Regions from separate parts of the Sus scrofa genome. Here region 1 is linked to region 2. Evidence: chromatin contacts called from public Hi-C data. All regions are on one chromosome and are shown on one strand. The core of a region is the stretch at or near the end of the contact, and the rest is flanking DNA. Distances in the headings are between cores, read along the strand shown.

What was found. Hi-C and Micro-C count contacts between places; a contact is called where the count stands out from the background.
Region 1: a Hi-C map of alveolar macrophages shows a contact between it and region 2, with 2.6 times the contacts expected there. The contact joins the promoter of LOC100156293 here to the enhancer-like site in region 2. A contact is called at or near these places in 2 of 5 promoter capture datasets (both in liver), 15 of 47 Hi-C or Micro-C datasets (alveolar macrophages, blood, brain and 8 more) and 2 of 2 datasets of contacts at active chromatin or transcription factors (alveolar macrophages and skeletal muscle).

What each region holds. Positions count from the first base shown.
Region 1 is chr1:221,519,283-221,523,079 of Sscrofa11.1, reverse strand. LOC100156293 (COBW domain-containing protein 2) reads right to left here and starts at 1,767. Exons shown (of 13, transcript XM_021064587.1): 1 at 1,503-1,767. The coding sequence starts at 1,659.
Region 2 is chr1:221,387,771-221,391,765 of Sscrofa11.1, reverse strand. All of the region lies in intron 7 of DOCK8 (dedicator of cytokinesis protein 8), which reads left to right. Among named protein-coding and RNA genes, the nearest start is that of C1H9orf66, 100 kb to the left of the region's middle. Within about 2 kb of position 1,890, at least 6 of the 83 cell types and tissues checked have an H3K27ac peak or open chromatin away from gene starts, as enhancers often do. A contact at or near this core is called in alveolar macrophages, where this site is marked.

The DNA.
Region 1 (3,797 bases), core at 518-3,017, 130 kb before region 2:
ACACACCAAGGGCCCAGCCAAAAAAAAAAAAAAAAAAAAGAAGAAGTAGATACTATTCCCTATATGCAGCAACAAAGTTTCTGGCCTTAGTCCTCATTCCTAACCGTCAACCATTATCTCCAATACTCTTCTGATCTATGAGTGAGCAACAACGGGGATAGGGGTAGGAAAGCAAATCTGAACTATATTCTTTTAGAGAAGGAATTTGCTCAACTTCTCAGGAGAACATCCTCTGAAAAACAGTGGGGAAACTCCTTTATAAATAAATAAACGCCGTTATAAAATTAATCTTGAGTAAAAATGAATATAAACTTGGAGTTCCCGCTGTAGCTCAGCAGATTGAGAACCCAATTAGTATCCATGGGGATGCAGGTTCAATCCTTGGCCTTGATCAAGTGAGCTGTGTGCAAATCTTGGAGGAGGCTTGGATCTGGCATGGCTGTGGTGTAGGCCAGCAGCTGCAGCTCTCATTCTACCCCTAGCCTGGGAACTTCCAAATGCTGCAGATGTGGCCCTAAAAAGAAAAAAGAAAGAAACTTAGTCTACAAAGCAAAAAAAAAGGAAATGCCAGTGATTTAATCCCTATTTTTATGTAAAAGGTCCTCAGGTACATCAGGTTTGTACTTGTCTAGCAGCATCTAGGAATGGCATTATTTTCCCCACATCATTTCACTTTATTTATGTTTCCTAACTTTTCCCCACATTTTAAATATGGTGTTTATTCTAGCCCTTCTATTTAACTGTAGGTTTTTAAATAATACTTCTCAAAGTTTCCCAGTCAAGCACCTCTAGTGTGAGGGCATAAACTATCCTTAATTGTACCATGTTTACAAAATTATGAATACAAGTGATCCTGTGAACTCCTGAAAATCATCAATTTGAGCAATACAGTCTTACACGGCAGAGTAATTTTATTCTTACTCTTTCTCCTACAGTACTTTAAAAACAGACCTCAAAAAAAAAAAAAATGTTTGAGATAGAAGTGATTTGCACCAATGACTGGAAGAGACTGGCTCGTGGGGAAGGAAAATCACTGAGGAATGGCCCTCAGGTGTCAGGTATCTTCAGCAAAGACAGTGTTTAACGGGAATAGACTATCAAGTAAGTGTTTCGCCCCACTAAGCAAAAAAGCAAACTCAGACAAGTGACTGGTATTTCGATTTTCGAGTGGGGTAGGCGAGCTTCAGAAAGGTAAAGTAACTCATTAAAGGTCACATGGCTAATTAGGGGCGGGTCCGGGCCTTAGACTGCAAAGCTGAACTAGTTGCAAAAATGCCAGGCTAATTTTCAATCTCACTTGATAAATATGATCCTAACGCTGAGAAGTCTGGGAATCATTAACTCTGAGATGAAAAGCAACCTATATGGTGAGCAACTGACCCAGCCCCTACCTCTAAGACATTTTCTGTCTGCCAGAAGGCCACGATGCCTAAGGCACCGTCAGCCCTCAAATCCCAGGACACCTGCTTTCACTGCGTTTTCTGACCGGGATGGTTAGTTACCTAAATACCCGGTGATAATTGTGACTGGGATCCTAGCGCCGGGGTCAAACTTTTCCTCCTCCTCCTCTCTTTGCTTCGTCTCAATGGGGACCAGTTCTGGGCAATCCTCCTCCGCTTGCTCCTCTTCCTCATCCACACAGCCGAGAGCCGGAAACATGCTGGCCAAGAGCACAACACGCTTTTCCCTAAGCTCGAGAGCTGGGACCACGACACCCACCCGCAGGAGCGTACGCAAAACACGCGGCGCGTGCTTGACGTCATAACGCTGCGACGCATGGTGCCCCCGGGATCCCGCCCCGGATTACCTGGGTTGAGGACCGCCTCGGCTCTTAGACACGCCCCTAGGGGTTGTTGCCCGCCTCCAGGGCGTGTTCTCTGAAACATCGAAGCTGGGCGGAGTTGTTAAGGCTGAGGGACAATTCCGGAGGCTGTGTCTGTGCACCTGCAGCCAAAATAACTAAGGGCTGGATGACGGTAGGGCTGAAGTCGGGGTGGTTGGAACCTGGAGTGGGTAGCTTAGCTTAAACATCTCCCACAGGGAATAGTTATCAACTTGACATTTCTTAGTATCATTAAAACATTTTTTTTAATTCATAGGAGAAAGAATGGGAAGGTATAACACTACAAAGTTAATTGTAATTTTTCTACCTGAACCAGTGAAACTTTTTTTTATAATTTCAGATTTTACATGTATATCTAAATTTTTACGATGTACATGCATTACTTTTATTTATTTTTCTTTCATATTTGTTATTTGGACTCAGGTAACTTGAGTTCATGTATTATATTCTTTGATTCACCCACGTTCGACAACAATATATGGATAGTCTGGACAAAGAATGTCACCCGCCAAATCAGTAAACAAAGGATGTTGAGGCCATCAAGCCATCAGCCTCCGCAGCCACCTCAACAGTTTACCCTGAGGGGATGTTGGGTGGAGAAAAACAGGATAATGGCCCTGGATAGTTAAGGTGCACAGCAAAGAAATGATTTCATGTAAGCATCTTCCCACAAAGAAAAGCATTAAATTCATTAACTTGAGATATCTGGCTTTCTTTAACTGACAGTAGTCTTTTGATGTTCTGACTACCTGGAATTTGTTTGTTTGTTGTTGCAAAAAATGCCTATATCTCCTGGCTCCTCCCTGACCTCTTTGGAACAGTCCGTCAGAGCTGAGAAGCTCCTTGCGATGTGCATGAATCCTCAGTATGTCCACTGAGTAAAACATAATTCTCAAACTTTAGGTTGTGCATTTATTTGTTGATAATAGCCCTCCTTTATATTTATATATATTTATGTACATTTGCAATGAGTGCCTTTGGCCTCATCCCTAACCTAAGAATATTACCAATAAGTTACATGTGCTCTCCGTGGCCATTTTCTATTTCAACCCTCTGCTTCTCCTCAAAGATAGTAAACACTGTCATGAATTGATTATAGGTAACTTATCTCTCCCTCTTTTCTTTTTAATTCTATCATATACATATGTGATAAATACACACATATATAGTTAAAGTGTTGTTTAATTTTGCTTGTCTTTGAATTTTATTTTTAAAAATCATATAATATAAAATATGGAGTTCCCGTCATGGCTCAGTGGAAACAAATCTGACTGGGAACCATGAGGTTGCAGGTTCGATCCCTGGCCTTGCTTAGTGGGTTAAAGATCTGGCATTGCCATGAGCTGTGGTATAGGTTGCAGACACGGTTCGGATCTGGCACTGCTGTGGTTGTGGCTTAGGCTGGCAGCTACAGCTCCAGTTGGACCCCTAGCCTGGGAACCTCTATGTGCCATGGGTGCAGCCCTAAAAAGACAAAGACAAAAAAAAAAAAGACCAAAAAATATCTCCTAGGTTTAGCTAATTTTCCAACTCTACCATTGTTATTCCAACTCCACATATTGTGATGTCTCTGCAGCAATTTATTTATCCATTGTCTGTCAACTCTTGCCAAGTTTTGCTCTTATGAACAGCACTGAGTGACCAACATTTTTTCCTGAATAGAAGCTGTTACAGCCCTGACCACCTTCTCTTACATTTTTCTCAGGCAAGTTCTTGCAAATTCCCTTATATGACTGGCTGAGCATTATACTAACATCTCTTATCTCTCACTAGGAGCAACCTGTTCCCTATAAGATGGCTCAGTCAAGATGATGAACAAATTTTTGCTGTATTAGAGTGTAGCCTCAGTCAGAGAAAAAAAGAGTTTTATAGAGTGGTCAAAAGTTAAAGGAACCCCAAATATCCATTAGCTGATGAATGGATAAACAAAATATTGTATACCCATATAATGGAA
Region 2 (3,995 bases), core at 641-3,140:
AGTCAGCTTGTCCCAGATTCTATTCACGTCAAACCTGTGACAGTCACTCTTCTACAGCAGGGAAGCCACACACTGAGGCTAGGCGTGCAGGTAAGTAAGTGAGCCAAATGGCCTACATCGAGATAAATAACTGAGAAAGCCAATGGTGCCCTGGAGTCTGCTCTAACTCATGAGAGCCTACTTATTGTATACTTCTTCTCTCGACTCTTTATTCAGTGCAGTCACATAGGCAGTTTGAAATTGACCATGGTAGAATGGTGGAAATATTTACAATACAGAAATCAGAAAATGCTACATATTAGAGCCTTTTTTTTTTGGTCTTTTTAGGGCTGTACCCACGGCACATGCAAGTTCCCAGGCCAGGGGTCGAACTGGAACTATAGCCGCTGGCCTACACCACAGCCATAGCAACATGAGATCCAAGCCGCAACGGCAACCTACACCACAGCTCATGGCAACACTGGATCCTTAACCCACCGAGCAAGGCCAGGCATCAAACCCACATCCTCGTGGATCCTAGTCGGGTTCGTTAACCACTGAGCCACGAAGGGAACTCCCAATTGTCTGATTTTTTTTTTTAAGAGAAACTAGAAATCCAGATTTTTGTACATAATTTCCTGACTTCTTAAATATTTTCTCATTTCCTTTTTAAATACTACACAATTCAAACAGAGCGTGTCTTGCAATCTGGATTCATCTCATGAGCCACTTTTGCTTCAAAGCATTTGTTTCCAAACTTTTTGATTGTGTGTGTTTTTCTTTAAAAAGTCACACATCTTAAATATGTGTGTATTAACTTTGTACTTGCATATTAAATGTTATGTATATTGGAATTCCCGTTGTGGCTCAGCAGGCTAAGAACCCGACTAGTATCCATGAGGATGTGGGTTTGATTCCTGGCCTCACTCAGTGGGTTAAGGATTTGGCATTGCTGTGAGCTGCAACGTAGATCACAGATGTGGATTAGATCCCCTGATGCTGTGGCTGTGGTATAGGCCGGCAGCTGCAGCTCAGATTCAGCCCCCAGCCTGAGGATTTCCATATACCATGGGTGTGGCCTAAACAGATTAAATTAAATTAAATTAATAAAATAATAAAATAAATATTATATATATTATGATACATACATCAGTGAGAAATTCTGAAGGATGAACTAAATAAATCAAAGTAAATTATGGTATTTTCTTCCTGCACTCATATGAATTATCCTGTCTACCCCCTGGAGTGCTTGCATGCCTCCCTTTCCTCTATGCAGACTGCTGCTTTAGAAAATTAGTTCTTCCACTTCTTTAACTCATAGGGTCTTTGGAAAATATTAAGTTGGTAAATGCTCTACCTAGGCAAGAGAATATAAGCATGACATCTTCTCATACCCTGTTAGGAAGGTCATGCATTTTTTGAAGTCGATTCCTGGACCCCTTAGGCGTCACCTGGTTTGCTCTTAGGGCATTTGGAGTCTGGATTCAAGACTATGTTTCAGCCCTGGGATGTCTCTGAGATTTTGAGTTCTGGTCAATGACGTTGTTAGACCAGGTCATCTCAAAGTGCCATAAATTTCCAATTCTGTCGCAAAGCCTCCCTAATTCATCTTCTCAGAACACAAGCCAGCCTGACTGCTTGCACAGGCATGGGGCTCTCTCAGTGCCATAGTACCCTCCCCAAGCCAATGCTACCAGTAGGAGTGGCGGGAGGGGGGGACGCAGTTAGGAGTTTTTGTCTTATGCACAAAGATGAATAGCCGATGAGCTAGCTCTGTATCAAGTAACAGGTACAGAAAGGCAAACTCTAGCCCTTGTGAGCTGACCTGGAAGGGGGAACCTCCTAGCCCCTCAGCAGGAGGACTAAGGGGAAGTGGCTGTTCCGTCCCCTCTGCATTGTTCAGGAAGTCAGCCCTATTGTCTGAGGCGCTCATTCACCCCCACAGGAAGCACATCAGGCCACTGTTAGATGCAGTAACCATACTCTTTGTGGTTGGAGGAATTCCCCTCTGTGATGCTTGACACTAAGCCTCCTGGTCATTTTTCATAAATAAGTGGCAGCCCTTCTCACAGGTGGAAAGATAGTGCCACCGGGATAGTCATATATTATCATTCTCTAAAAAAAAAAAAAAAAAAAAAAAAAACAAATTGAGTCACTTGAGTTTCTCTTGCTGAAAATTGTGTCATTTCTAGGGGTCTTTTCCCCCAAAATGCTAAAGTAGAAATTAAGTAGAACTGAGGTGTTTGCTCAGTGTACTTGACCTGCTCCTCTGTCTTAAATAGTATTCAGACCAACATACACCTGCAAGAGGGGAGCTGATTTGAAGAGACTGTCCTAATAACTTTAACTACTTTAAATAAACTGGATAAGAGAAAAGAAATGGAACCCTTATGGGAAAACCTAGACTGTTTAAATATGATAGAAAAAATGTAATAACAGTGTTAAATTTTATTTGTCATAAAATATACATAACATAAAATTTGCCATCCTAACCATTTTCAGTGGTATTTCAGTGGCATTATGTTGTATTGTTGTACAACTCTCACTGCCATCCATCTCCAGAACTCTTCTTATCTACTGACTGGAAATTTGTACCCACGAAACTGTAATTCCCATTTCTCTTTCCGACCATTCTACTGTCACTGTGAATTTTACTTCTTTATAAGTCCCCCTTATAAGTGGAGTTATACAATGCTTGACCATTTGTGATTAGTTTATGTCACTTATATAACGTCTTCACAGTTTGTCCATATGGCAGCATATGTCAGAATTTTCTTTCTTTTTAAGACTGAATAGTATTCCTTTGTATATATATACCATATTCCATTGATCCATTCATCCCTTGATGGACACTTGGGTTTGCTTCCACGTCTTGGCTATGGTGGGTAATGGTGCTCCTTGACATGGTTTACAAAGTACACTCACACACACTACCTTCACAATCCTCACAACCCTAGGAAATGGGAAGAGCAAGTGCCCTTTCCCCATTTTACAGATAAATGAATGGGACTGGGAAAAGTAAGCAACCTGTTTAAGATCCCAGAATGAGCAGGCAATGGGAGAGGGAACAGTACCAAGTCATCTGATTCAGTGCCCTGTGAGTCCCTCATCATTTCCAAAGGTTCCATTTGGCCAACTCACTCTTCTGTCTGTGCTTACCTCTGCCCAAAGAGTCTTCGAAAAAAGTTCTCTTTTTCAACAAAGCTATCCAATGATAAGGTCATCTTCTCACATATGCCTCGAAACAAAATGTGGCCTAATTTGCATGACTTCTGCAGTGGTGGTCCATGACCTGATTAGCTGGCAGCCTCAAGGGCTGTTAACCTGAGAGGTTTGGCAGGTGCACGTCTGTGCATCTTCCAACATGTGGTAGCAAGGTATCTTGGGGGGGGGGTGCCTTCTCCTCAAATCCACCATTTCTGGGGGAATTGGCTTTCAGGGCCAACATGAGAGCTCCTCTTTCTAGCTCTTACTGGGTCTGAACACCTCAGTGTTTATCAGCAATGTTCATTCCGTTGCCTCAGCTCAGTGGGGCAGTGGGATTGGGAAGGGCCAGACATTCACGTATCGTAACCCAATCTTCCTCTGGTGATCCCACTGTAAATCTAAAGAAAAGCAACAGAACTTTTCTTTTTTTACTAGCGGAAAAGCTACAGCCCCTAAAATTGAGTAATAGAAATGGCTATTCTTTCTTTACCTAAGACAGAGACTCAACCCTCTGAAAATATAGCAGCTACAATGCTAAGAAGGGCCATGGTGGATCAGACCATGAATCTTCCACCATGAATCTTCCATCTGCCGTCTCTTACAGAGCCACCCACCAGCTCTTCTGGGGAGAATGTGCCACCCACCGTGATCTCAAATGATTAGGAATTTTCCACAAACTTCCTGTATTTCTCGGTTAATATCCCAGTGTGTTTTTCATATGCAAGGAGCTACCCAAATACTTCTGGGAACAACTTATATTTTTAACCAGATTGTATATCCAAACACTTTCAGAAAATGCAAAATTATCT